Regions from separate parts of the Hordeum vulgare genome. Here all the other regions are linked to region 2. The links are chromatin contacts, called in public Hi-C maps. All regions are on one chromosome and are shown on one strand. Each heading gives the region's core, a stretch centred on a gene start, on an enhancer-like site or on the middle of the called end of the contact. The rest is flanking DNA. Distances are from core to core; before and after follow the strand shown.

Region 1 (3,909 bases), core at 866-3,365, 320 kb before region 2:
ATACGATTCACAGCGCTGCTTCATCTGTACATGATACTGTGAAAATTCCGAATGAACTATCTGCTCACAGTCTTTAACAATTTCTGCACCAACACCTTCAGCATGCAAGCGATCTCTTAGCTTTTCTGTAGAGAATGATCCACCATTCCGTTCACTTGGCAAAATAGCACCAAGAGAATATTCACTTCTCGCTGAAACAAGTGCTTCAATCCAAGCCACACGGTCCTTAACACAACCTGTCCTCAGCTGAAGTGTCTTGGTTGGGGTAATGATATAGAACCGCTTGTCATCTGATTTACTTTCGCTAAATGATGAAATCTACAAACAGTTCAAAAGAATTGCAAAAAATTAGCAACCGGGCTGGCATTTTAAACCAAAAATATAAGCCCTTGTATTCAAGGCACACAAATTATTGTTAAAAACAGTGATGCGCCATGCTATTTACATACTCATGCGGCAATTACACGTTCGTATGGACCAACGACAACAAGTACTTCACTTCGAACACAAAATATTTTGATCAATCTCCTATGAAGTAAATAAAATCCAATAATGAGCAGTGAAGAGTAAGCCATATACTCAAATGACTTTTGAATCCTCCCAGCTCTGTAATGCCATATCATTTCTCACTGTTGCATCTATAGATAAAAACTTGATCAGTTATCATCTAAAAGGACAGGCTCACATAAAGGACGCTGACTCAAGCAGCAACCAAGGCCAAGAGCGCGCTCATCTCAGGGAAGGAAAACAGGGCAATGCTTTAAAAGCTTCCAGCCCCTTTAAATGGGTATGGACAGATGCTCCGTACCACCCCACGTTCCCAGCAAACTCACGGGCATCCATCTAATACGACACAAACCGAGGCGCCAACCCATCAGCCCGGCCATTTGTACAAAATACAGATGGGCCGGTGCCCTGCCATTTGAACAAAATACAGCTGGGAGAGCCTGGTTTCCGCGTGCCGCGAATCAAAGCATCTCGCCGGCCGGCCAGTCGGATGTCGGCCCCTCCTCCCCTGAGAGCGCGCGGCGACAAGGTCGGCCTCTGTAGCACGCGGATGCAGAAACTGTTCTCTCACACTCCGCACTAGTAGCCGACCCTCGCCGCGGCTAGCAAAAGGCCGGCTACAATACAAGCAAGGCATCTCTCTCTCTCTTTATCCGACACAAGCGACAGATAGCCCCGGCCGTGAGGAAATATTCGCCGTAGATCGCGACGATGTGCGGCTGGCGATGCGCGCTCGCGGGGAGCACGGGGTCGCTTTACAGCTCGACTGTTCCGATCCGAACGACGCGGAAACCGAGCAGTCGGGCGCACCAGCACCAGCTCGTTTTGGTGATGAAAAAAAAAGGGGCCTACGAAATCGCTAGAGAAACTGAGAATAGTTGAATCGCCGGCCAGATGAAATGCGTTGCGCCCTGAGGAACGAACCGCTCGCTGTTTCGCTAGTGGTACGAGCTGCGTGGAAGCTATGTATGCAAGTGTAAGCAATGGGATCATGGTGGAATAGCGGGCGGGAAACGGCGGGGGCGGAGATGGGAGGAGACCTTGAGATGGACGAATCCGATGGGCCGCTCCCCGGCGCCGCGGTCCGCGCCGCCGATCACCCTGACGCCCGCGCCCGCGGCGGGCTCGAGCGTGGCCTCCTCGGCCGCGACGCGGCGGCGGATCTTCGAGTAGGCGAGCACGCCGCCGCGGATCGCGAACCAGCGCGGGCGCCAGCCCCTGCCGATGTTGGTCCACTTGTACAGCACCCCGGCCACCGCGGCCCCGTCCGCCGGCGTCGGCGGGGAGCAGCCCCCTTCGTCGTCCTCGGCGCCGCCGCCCCCGGGGCAGAAGTCGGCGGCCAGGCAGCAGAGCGGGTGCATCTCCCTGGCCCGCATCGTCGCCTCCGTCCGTCCGCCCCCCCCTCTCACGGCCTTGGCGTCTCCATCCGGATTTGTTTATTGGCCGCTCCGCCTATACAAGCCGCGCGCCTCCACGCGGTGGGCCGATTGGATTCGGTTGTGGTGGCGAGCAGAGGCGCAGAGGCGCTGAGGCGGGGTGGGAGGGAGGGAGGAGACCCTGATGCGCGCGGGCCGGCGCAGGCGCAGAGAGCCTTGTGCTTAACGCTCACTTCTGCTGCTTCGCTTTTGGAGCGGCATCTTTGAGCGCGCGATCGATCCTTCCCTCCTCCTCCTCCTCCTCCTCGTGTCTCTCTCCTGCCGGCTCGGGCTCGCTCTCGGGTCTAGACGCGTGTCCGGTGCGTGTGGGGTTGGGCACTGCTTTGGTTGGTCCGGTCCAGTCCAGTCCAGTCGACCGGAGGGAGCATCGTGTTCGTGGTGTTGCGGTGGGTCGAGGGGTGACCGTGCGCCTTGCGTTGGGTGGTCGCGTGTCATCGCGCGCGTTCCACAGTCGGCTCGCTTGGTATGGTAGTAGTAGTAGTGGCAGATGTTGATGTGCTTTCTCCATCACTAACCACGCTTAACAGCCTAACAGGAGTCCGAATACTGTGTATCTTTGGCAACTTCAGCTACATACTCCTATTGCTAATTACAGCTAGCCTACTGGCAGTGGTCCATGCTTCGCTGGTTTCCGCGATCGGTCGAACCTTCCTTGGACCAACAGTCGTCCTCCAGCAGCAGCAGGACTACGATGACGGACCGGAGCGGCATGCGTCTCCTGTCGCGGACCAACGACGCGCATGGGCGTTCGTACCCCATGTCTTGTAGTACCAGTAGCTAGCTCCAACCTGGTGGATCGACGACATGGCAACCGCACCAGCCTAACCGGAAACTAAACGCAGCCACACGTGCACCACCGACAAGACCTGAATCCACGAGATAGCCCACGATCGCGGATTCAATTATAAAACAAAGAAAGAAAGAAAAAAACGTGCTCCATCGTTCGAATAGGCCGACGGACTCACCGTCGCGGGCTAGCTGGCTGAATAAATCATTCGCTGCGTTTATCTCGTTGGGCTTCGGAAACAGGGTTGGCCTCGCACAGCAGCTGGATCATATTTGTCGATGAAACTGGACCGGCCCAATGTTCGGTGTTGGAACATTAACTTCTTGTCCGGTTTTTAACTGGCGTCGGGAACCTTGCAGAAGGTTCCGTTCCGGTTTGTTTCATTTTCTCATGTTATTTTTTTCTTCAATAGTTTCAGGGAATTTAAAAAATATTCACATTATAAGGAAACTGTTTGGAAATTTCAAAAATATATTTGATTTTTTTTCGAAATGATCAAAAATAAACAAAATTGTGTTCCTTAAGAATGTTCAACAATTTGAATAAATTCTATGTTTAAAAACTGTTCAAATTTTCAAATTTAAAATATGTTTACAAAACTCTAAGAATGTTTTCAAAATTATAAAAAAATATATGTTTATTCTTGGAGACCTATATTTGAAAAAACAAGAAAAGCAGGAAAAAAAACAATTCATCTATTCTTTCCTTCAAAAAACATTGGTTATTAAAAAAACATTTACACAACATGACACGGTTGAGATAAAAAAATCCTCGGGTTCGTACATTGTATACCCCTATAACCATCAAAGATTACCTCTTTGTAAACTAGGAACAGTGCACGTGCAACGCACGTGTAATCGAATGAATTTCCTCATTCATCAGATTGTATTAAGCTTGCACGTGTAACACACGTTTTATTGAAATTTAATGAATAAACAATATTTGAATATATGAAGCTTACATTTTAAGTTTACATATAGTCTCTTGCACAAGCAAGGATTTAGCAAACATTCCACGTACTCTACGAAATTTAAATCTTGACGAGATATGTACTCACTTTCCTAAAGCATATTGATATCAAATCCGCCACCAGCATTCACAAATCAACTTTCCTAAAGCATATTGATATCAAATCCGCCACCAACATTCACAAATCAAGAATCTTAATGAACATCCCTG
Region 2 (4,174 bases), core at 1,320-3,819:
TCCAGTCAATGGGGCGACACGCTTTCTCAAGCTGGGAAGGAAACTATGATTAAATCTGTGGCACAGGGGATTCCGACATACATAATGGGGGTGTTCAAATTGCCTGCCTCTGTCTGCGAGGACCACTCCCGCCTAGTCCGAAACTTTTGGTGGGGAGCTAAGAACGGCAAGAGGAAAACACACTGGAAAGCTTGGGATAAAGTCTGCGAACCAAAGAGTAGAGGGGGACTTGGATTCCGAGATTTCCGGCTGTTCAATCAAGCACTTTTGGCGAGGCAAGCATGGAGGCTCCTAACCAGACCAGATTCCTTATGTGCACAGGTAATCAAGGCGAAATATTACCCTAATGGAGCCTTGGAAGATACGGTGTTTACAGGAAATGCATCACCATCATGACAAGTTATTACTTATGGTTTAGAACTGCTAAAAAAGGGCCTCATCTGGCGGGTTGGAAATGGTGAACACATACGCATTTGGAGAGATCCATGGATCCCTAGACCGCACTCTTATCGGCCTATTTCAGTCAGAGGGAACTGCCGCCTGCGAAGGGTGTCTGAACTGATGGATGACCTCGGTAGATGGAACATGGAGAGCCTCAATTGCTACTTCGCACCAGTAGATGTCCATGCTATCTGTGCGATCAAAGCCTCTCCAAATCGGCTGGTGGATGATGTCCTTGCATGGGCTCCAGACCCTAGAGGGGTGTTCTCGGTACGATCAGCCTATCACCTTGCTCATGATGAAAAATACAGATCATCTATGTCGTCGTCGAGTAGGGTACCTGATGGTACACGGTCCATTTGGCATCCACTGTGGGGATGCCAGGCCCCCCCGAAGGTGAGAGTATTTGCTTGGCGGGTGGCCACGAACTCCCTGGCTACTGCTTCTAATCTGAAACGCCGGAATATAGGGGTGACGGATACCTGTGTGATCTGTGGATTGGAGCGAGAGGACACCTTCCATGCTCTCTGTAGGTGCTATTTCTGGGAGCTCCGTGCCGTATTCTGCGGCAGGGCCCTCGGAGGCACAGTCTGGTCGTCCCACTGGGTCGGCTCAGGGTTTTTTTTCTGTTTCTTTTTTTTCTGTTTTATTTTTATTTTTTGTTTCGTTTTTTCTCTTTTTTATTTTTCGTTTTTTATGAAAACGAACAAATATTGAATTTCCCATTATTTTTTAAAAAATGAACATTTTTTAAAACAGAACCCAATTTCAAAGGACGAACATTTTTCTAAATCTTATAACAAAATTTAAAACAGAGAACTTTTTTGAAAAACTATGAACAAATTTAAAAGGGCAAACATTTTCTCAAAGCACGAACATTTTTTGGATCTTGAGAACAGAATTTTGATGAACAATTTTAAAAAACCAAATAATTTGACAGCGCAATCAAATTTTAAAGATTGAACATTTTTCAAAATTTTGAGAATAAATTTTAAAACCGAGAACAATTTTGAAAAATCTAGAACAAATTCAGAAGTGCGAACAATTTTTTAAAGCACGAACAATATTTGAATATTGAGAACAGAATTTTGAAACAGGGAACAGTTTTAGAAAACCCCGAACAAATTTTAATAGCACGATTTAAAAAAAATAGAACAAATTTGAAAACCGAGATTTTTTTTAAAAAATATGGATAAATTCTAAAATACGAACAATTTATTAAAGCACGAACATTTCTTGAATCTTGAGAACAGAATTTCGAAATGGAGAACAATTTTAAAAAACCCCAAACAAATTTGAAAGCGCAAACAAATATTTACAGCACGAACATTTTTTGAATCTTGAAAACACATTTTGGAACCCAGAATAATTTTGAAAACTCCTGAACAAATTTCAAAGCGCGAATAAAATTTTAAAACCTGAACATTCATTGAATCTTGAGAACAAAATTTTGAACAAAGAACAGTTTTCAAAAACCCTGAACAAATTTGGAAGCACGAAAAAATAATTAAACAACGAACATTTTTTTTGAATCTTAAGAACATAATTTTCAAATGGAGAATAAATTGAAGGAGTGAATAAATTTTTAAAGTGCAAACATGTTTTTAATCTTGAAAACAAATTTGGAAACCAAGAACAATTTTGAAAAATCCTGAATAAATTTGGAAGCACGATTTTTTTTAAATATGAACATATTTTAAAATCTTGAGAACAAAATTTGTAATGAAGATTTTTTTGAAAAAAACCCGAACAATTTTTTAAAGCTCGAATATTATTTGAACCTTAAGAACGAATTTTGAAACCGAGAGCAAGTTTGAACCTTAAGAGCAAATTTTGAAAACGAGAACAATTTATTGAAAATACAGAACATTTACTGAAAATCAAGAATATTTTTTGAAAATACTGAACATTTCTTGAAAATCCAAAAACATAGTTTGAAACAGAAACTGAAAAGGAAAAAAAACAGAAAAGAAAAAAAAACTGGTAAAGGGAACCTTCTATAAGTTTCTCAAAATCGAAAAAAATCAGCTTGAACCTCTAGAAAACACCCAAATCTAAAACGCTGCAACCTGCTAAATGGGGCAGCCCATTTAAAATAGCTCCCGCTTTGAACAGAGCAGCGAATACGATATTCCACTATTTCTTGCCCTTACAGATTCTCGTTAAATGACAAAAATAGCGGGCCTGCCCAACACTATAGCCCTTTTTTCTTTCGCACAGTTTTGCAGCCCGTTTTTTCTTGTTTTTTGGGTTTCTTTTATCTTTTCCTGTTTCATTCATTGTTTCTTGATTTGTTTTGCTTACTTTGTTCTTTTGTCGTATTTCTTTGGTTTCTTTTTTCCTTTCCAGTTTTCATTGGGTTTTTTATTTTTCAATTTTAATAAAAAATCAACACATGTCTGCTTCTATCATGCATAATGTACAATTTTATTATACATCAGGGACATTTTTTTCACATGCTTAAAATTTTCAAAATAAATGATTAACATTTTATTTAAAATATTATTAGTGTTGATTTTTTCATACATGTTGCAAATTTTCCAAACACACCAGAGATATTTTTATATATATGTTTAACTTTTTAAATACATGGTTAACTTTTTTCACATATTGTTTAGATGTCAAAAATATTTAAGACGTGTCTACATTTTTCATACACATTTTGTAAATAAACTGTATATATCAAAAATAGTTTTTATACATGGTTAACATTTTTTGAAATACGTGACCAAGATTTCTACAAATATATGTTTTGATATCCCATTTTCATACATATTGTACATATTTGTCTGCATATGAAATATATTCTTACATGTGTAACATTCTTAATATACATTATTAACATTTCTTAAAACCTATGAAAATCAGCACCAACAACATCATAAAAGGCCAAGATCTTCACGAGCGGGTGTTCCCTCCTAGGAACATCCGTCCTAGGGGTAGCCTTCTCACAAGCTTCATAGGCCCCGCCAATGAACAATCGCTGACGGGCGCATTGATGGGCCCCCTCAGGGTCTATGCCAGCCTAGGCCGGCGACAACTTGTCGTAGGTAAAACCATCTCGCACGCATGTGTGACCTTCCTTGAAGGCCAAGTTGCATACGTGATGGCACTCTCCATACCATCCCTCACATGCATGCCACTTACCGATCTGTGATAGAGTGGCACGCCTCGAAGTCAAGAAAGACGACCTATGGAACATGTGTTTGCCCCGGGAACATGAAATCATCGCCACATGCCCATCGTACCCTCCACGATCGTGGGAACCCCTTATGACTTATAAAAGGAGGCTCAAACCTACCTAAGAAGCAACTTCGACCCGAGCTAGCTGGTCACAAGCTAGACGAACCCAACACACTATCGTGCCTTTTCGAGTCCCAGCAAGCCTCAACTACCGAATCCACGTCTTGTAACCTTTGTTCGTCACACTCATGAAATCAACCAAATAAGGCGTATGGTTTTACACTTTGCAGCGGACTGAACCTGTCTAAAATCGCATGTCACTTAGTTGGGATTCGTTCGCCTCTTTGCCCCTCATAGAACCAAATAAGGGGAGCACCATAAGCTATATGGTGGTGTGCAACCGAGCCACGACATAAACATGCGGAGGTGTTTCTCCGGCGGATCTCGCATGATTCAGACGGTGGTTGTCTTTGATGGATCCGCTCGCATCGGTCTTCGCTCTCTATGTTAGTGTGTCTTCGGGCTGGGTCCCTCTTATAACACTTCTCTT
Region 3 (4,222 bases), core at 1,350-3,849, 270 kb before region 2:
ATGCTAGTGGAGCTGCCAACTTTTTTCACCCGGCCGGTCTCTCGTCTCGCCCCACTAGCTTTCACCGCCCCGCCCATCCCCCGACCAGGATATCCATCCACCGTGTCAAAAGGCGCACGCCTCCCAGTTTAGTTTACCGATCATGGATGTGGATGTATGGTCTTACCATGACACCGATGTATAACCACGCAGGCATATACAGGTATACTCCACCATGTAGATGCTGATAAAATTTAATGTCAGTGGTAGTATATGTGTTAGCTACCACTGCAGGTAGGCAGGTAGCTAAACCTAGTGCGGCCCTTCTCTCTCGTGGGCGCCAAGTCAAGATAGACTACACACTCTAGCATATGCATATAGTAGTAGCATGAGTGTACGTAGAGGCAGAACAATGGCTTCCTGGCATTGGCAATGGTCGATCGGTCTGTGAGTTGGGCGGCCTGTTAGGTGCAACGGCAACGAGTGCTCCTGAATTCCCGACCCGTCGCGATGTAACACTTGCACCGCCCTCACTGGAAGCTAAGCTAGGATCAGTTAGGTGGATGTCCATATGCCAACACTACACACTAATCTCACTTGCACATCAGTCATTTAGTACTATTCTTCCTCTGCCGTCTTGCAGTCGCAAGTCGCAGGAATCAAGCCATACCTTGCGCAAGTTAAGCGCCCAACTTGCCATCTTTAACAGTCAAAAGCTGTTTTAATCATGCTTCAAAGCTGGCAATCCGAATCCGGCGGGAGAGTTGGCACCACGCCGTCCACGGGTCGAGGCAGTACACACTACAGACTTACAGAGCTTCAGATTGGGCATCATTAAGCATGCGTTAATGGAGGAAATTAAGCATCCGACGACCGTTCTTTCTCGTTGTTTGACGTGCAATGATGTGTCGAGATCTCTTTGGGGGAATGATCGAGGGGAGAACATCAATGGCGACGGATTTCGTTTTGGAATGACTAGCTCGTGTGAGCGTGCAGTCATCTGGGCACCATCATACCTTTGATCATGAGCTAGTATGTAGCTTTGCTTGGGTACTCGCAGGAGATAGGCCCATCGAAGTAGCCAACCTTAGATCGCGGTGTCTCATGTCCCGCCTTGCTGCAATCATGGCGCGCGTCAGAACCAATTAACACGTTGTTATTTAGGAACATAATTAAGCAAGTTCAATGTGTATACTGTATTCATGCTCTTGCAGTAGGTGCATTCTATATAGGCTTTCGTAGGTTTAGAGATTCCTGTCTCTCTTCTCTTCCTGTCCAAGTGAAGTTAATCAGTAGAAAACCGCCGACTGATTAATTATAGTTCAATAAACCCCATCACGATTGATTACATTATCGGCTCAATCTTTATATATGTACTCGCAGTGGATTTGCAGTTGGCGAGAGGTGGTTGAGGAATGAGATGTCGCAGCTGCTGCGTGCTGGTCAGTGAGAAACCAGTTCGAGAGGAGGGACACACAGATCTCTCTTATTCCCGATTCAGGATTGCAGCGTGATTAACAGAATCCTAGTCAGCTAATTAACAATCTAGATACTGTCGCTAGTAGACCAACAAGGCAACGTGGATGCTAATCCTGGGAGATTTGTCGCTAATCTGCTCGTGAACTTCCGCACGTGCTAACTTCCAAATCATTTTATCCGCGCCGCACGCAGTAGCTAGCCCTCGAACCGCCGACATTTCGCGAACCTTGTCCGGCGTTACTAACTAACTTCAGGGTTTCCGTAAATTCTGAAGCGGGATTTGGTTTGGCCCGACGCGCAGTTAATGGCGGCCGTTTTATCGGCAGCAGTGTTTACTCTCGTTTTTCGAATTCAAAAAAGGATGGTACTCCAGTAGTATTACTCCAACGTTCCCTAGATCGTCTTGGATACTTGTCTACTTTTCGCTTTTCGTACATTGCCAACATCTGTTCGAGCAGTAACGGAGAGGAGACAGTCAACAAAAAATAGCAAAAAGGGAAGCTTCTTTCGTAGATGCCCACATACCAGAAGAAGCACGAAGGAAAAACAGGGCCGGCGCGTGCCACAGAGCTCCAAAGAAAGAAGTGGAAAAGAGAGGCGGGCACGCAGCACACCACCGGCCACTGCTTCAGGAAAAGAAGCGAACGAGAAAGTGTGGGAAAATCCAAATGCAAATGATCACTCCCACCCTCACTCGCTTGGCCCGAGCAGGCGAACACGAGCTGGGCCCGGCCTCCACCCATCGCCACGAATCAGGTGAAAATAATGAGATTTCAAAAACGCAAACGGAAAAACCAAAGCAAATCGAACGCCCGGCACAGCTCAAAAGACCCAGCACAAAGTGCAGTACGTACGAGTGGTACATTGTCTCCATATAAGAAAATCAAATCGCAGTATAGTAGGGCGAGAGTACGTTGGTTCAAATGGAAAAAAAAGGTAGTACGGTACTTACTACAGCCAGGAGTAAGCATGAGGTAATCATGTCGGGCCGCCAACTTGCTCGCCTCTCGCTGGTGTGCGGGTCCCGCTGTCGGGGATGGCCAGGTTTCAGTGACGATGGGTTGATGTGAGTGGCGTGGGTTCGTGGAGATGGGACTGGTGGGCGGTGTGATGTCAGTGACACGGCGCTCCACGGCGCAGCCACCAGCCAGTGGCGGCCCGCCATAATAACGCCCGGAGCCAAGCGAAGCCAAACCAGCCGCGCCCAGGCCACCACCACTCGTTCCATACGCCCAGCGAACCACGAGCGAGCTCGGCCGCCGCCGGTTTCCCTCGACCGCGCGCTCTGTTCTTGGCTCGCTGTGCATTGCGTTGGCCGTCACAATGGCCACGGCATGGGTGCGGTCCCTGAGCTGCAGGTCGTACGGCGTGGCGGACGCCGTCGTCGCGCCGTCCCCGAGCAAGAAGGCGCAGCCGCTTCTCCCCGTCTCGTGCGGCGCCGCGGCGGACGTGCGGGACTCGGTGGCGTCCGCGCGGCAGGCGTGGAAGCAGCAGAAGCCGCGCCGGGAGCGGCGGACGGACGGGCCGCGGGAGAGGCAGCAGGAGACAGCGAGGCCGCGGCCCAAGAAGAAGCCCAAGCAGATGGCGGCCGCGTTCATGCCGTCGCCCGCGACCGCGCCCGCGAGCTCGGCGTTCCTGACCATGGCGGAGCTTCCGGAGGGCCACTCGTCGCGGCAGGTGGTGGAGCTCATCTTCTCGTCCGGGTGGGACCTGGCCGCCGCCGCCGCCGCTGGCGGCGCTCCGGAGGTGGAGGCGATGTTCCGTGTGCACAGCGGCGCGCGGGCGGTGACGCGGTTCGAGGAGGCCAGGGCGACGGCACGCGCGCACGGCGCCGCCGCGCGGTGCGGCGCCGACGGCAACGAGATGATGCGGTTCCAGTGCCGCCCGGCCGCGGGCGCGGGCGCGGGCGGCGTCTTCTCTGCCGGCGTCGCCACCTGCCAGCTCGGCCCGTCCGGCTCCGCGGTGCGCACCTTCGCCTGCAGCGGCGCCGCTCACGCCAGAGCCGCGCCGTCGCCCGGCGCGGGCCGCAGGGCCATGCTGGTGTGCCGCGTCATCGCCGGCCGCGTCCGGCAGGCGCACGGCGACGACATGCAGGCGCTCCGGCACCGCTCCTCGCAGTACGACTCCGTGGACATGGGCAACGGCGAGCTCGTCGTGCTCGACAGCCGCGCCGTGCTCCCCTGCTTCCTCATCATCTACAAGGTCTAGCCGCGCCCGCGCCCGCGCGCGCGCCAAATTAACCACCCCATCGTACCTAATTACCATCCTCTTTTTGTGTCGTGCTTAACATTCCTGAGCCGGCAGGCGATGCTGCCACTGTGCCAGTACGTAGAATTGACAGAGATCGTCGACCCAAGCCCTTGTGTAAAACAGTAAAAGATTGCTTTTTTTCTTTTTGCTCGCGTGGAATCTCATCTTGAAATGGTGTATAAAAATGTTCTTGCCCGTCTCACTTTTCACCGTCGATTCAAACATCACTCTCTGCATGCATGTACGAACTCCGTTCTGAAATTTTATCTTTTGTGGCGTCTTTCCCTCTTTTCCGGGGCAGGGATTTGTCGCCCTAGGTTTAAAGTTTTCTTGTCGCACAGCTCTCTCTCCCTTTGCCATTGCCAGGCAGTATTTGTCGCCGCTTGAAGGCTATTAGCATCCGTATGTGTTTTTTGTCAGGTAGGATATAAGAGGAAGTTGGCAACATCTTCAGAGGCCTGGCGCAAAGTTTACGGGCTCGTGGTCTGGTCCTTGGAGGAAGAAGAAAACGTCT

Evidence for each region. A called contact is a pair of places that touch in the nucleus more often than the background predicts.
Region 1: a contact with region 2 is called in a Hi-C map of leaf, with 4 times the contacts expected there. The contact joins the promoter of LOC123438443 here to the enhancer-like site in region 2. A contact is called at or near these places in 3 of 6 Hi-C or Micro-C datasets (leaf and seedling).
Region 3: a contact with region 2 is called in a Hi-C map of leaf, with 2.7 times the contacts expected there. The contact joins the promoter of LOC123411492 here to the enhancer-like site in region 2. A contact is called at or near these places in 3 of 6 Hi-C or Micro-C datasets (leaf and seedling).

What each region holds. Positions count from the first base shown.
Region 1 is chr1H:375,997,760-376,001,668 of MorexV3_pseudomolecules_assembly, reverse strand. LOC123438443 (oxysterol-binding protein-related protein 1B-like) reads right to left here and starts at 2,115. Exons shown (of 10, transcript XM_045115778.1): 1 at 1,548-2,115; 2 at 1-318. The coding sequence starts at 1,883.
Region 2 is chr1H:375,681,961-375,686,134 of MorexV3_pseudomolecules_assembly, reverse strand. No RefSeq gene overlaps it. Among protein-coding and RNA genes, the nearest start is that of LOC123438427, 56 kb to the right of the region's middle. Within about 2 kb of position 2,569, at least 1 of the 3 cell types and tissues checked has open chromatin away from gene starts, as enhancers often do. A contact at or near this core is called in leaf, where this site is marked.
Region 3 is chr1H:375,954,567-375,958,788 of MorexV3_pseudomolecules_assembly, reverse strand. LOC123411492 reads left to right here and starts at 2,599. Exons shown (of 1, transcript XM_045104453.1): 1 at 2,599-3,917. The coding sequence starts at 2,782. The coding sequence ends at 3,666.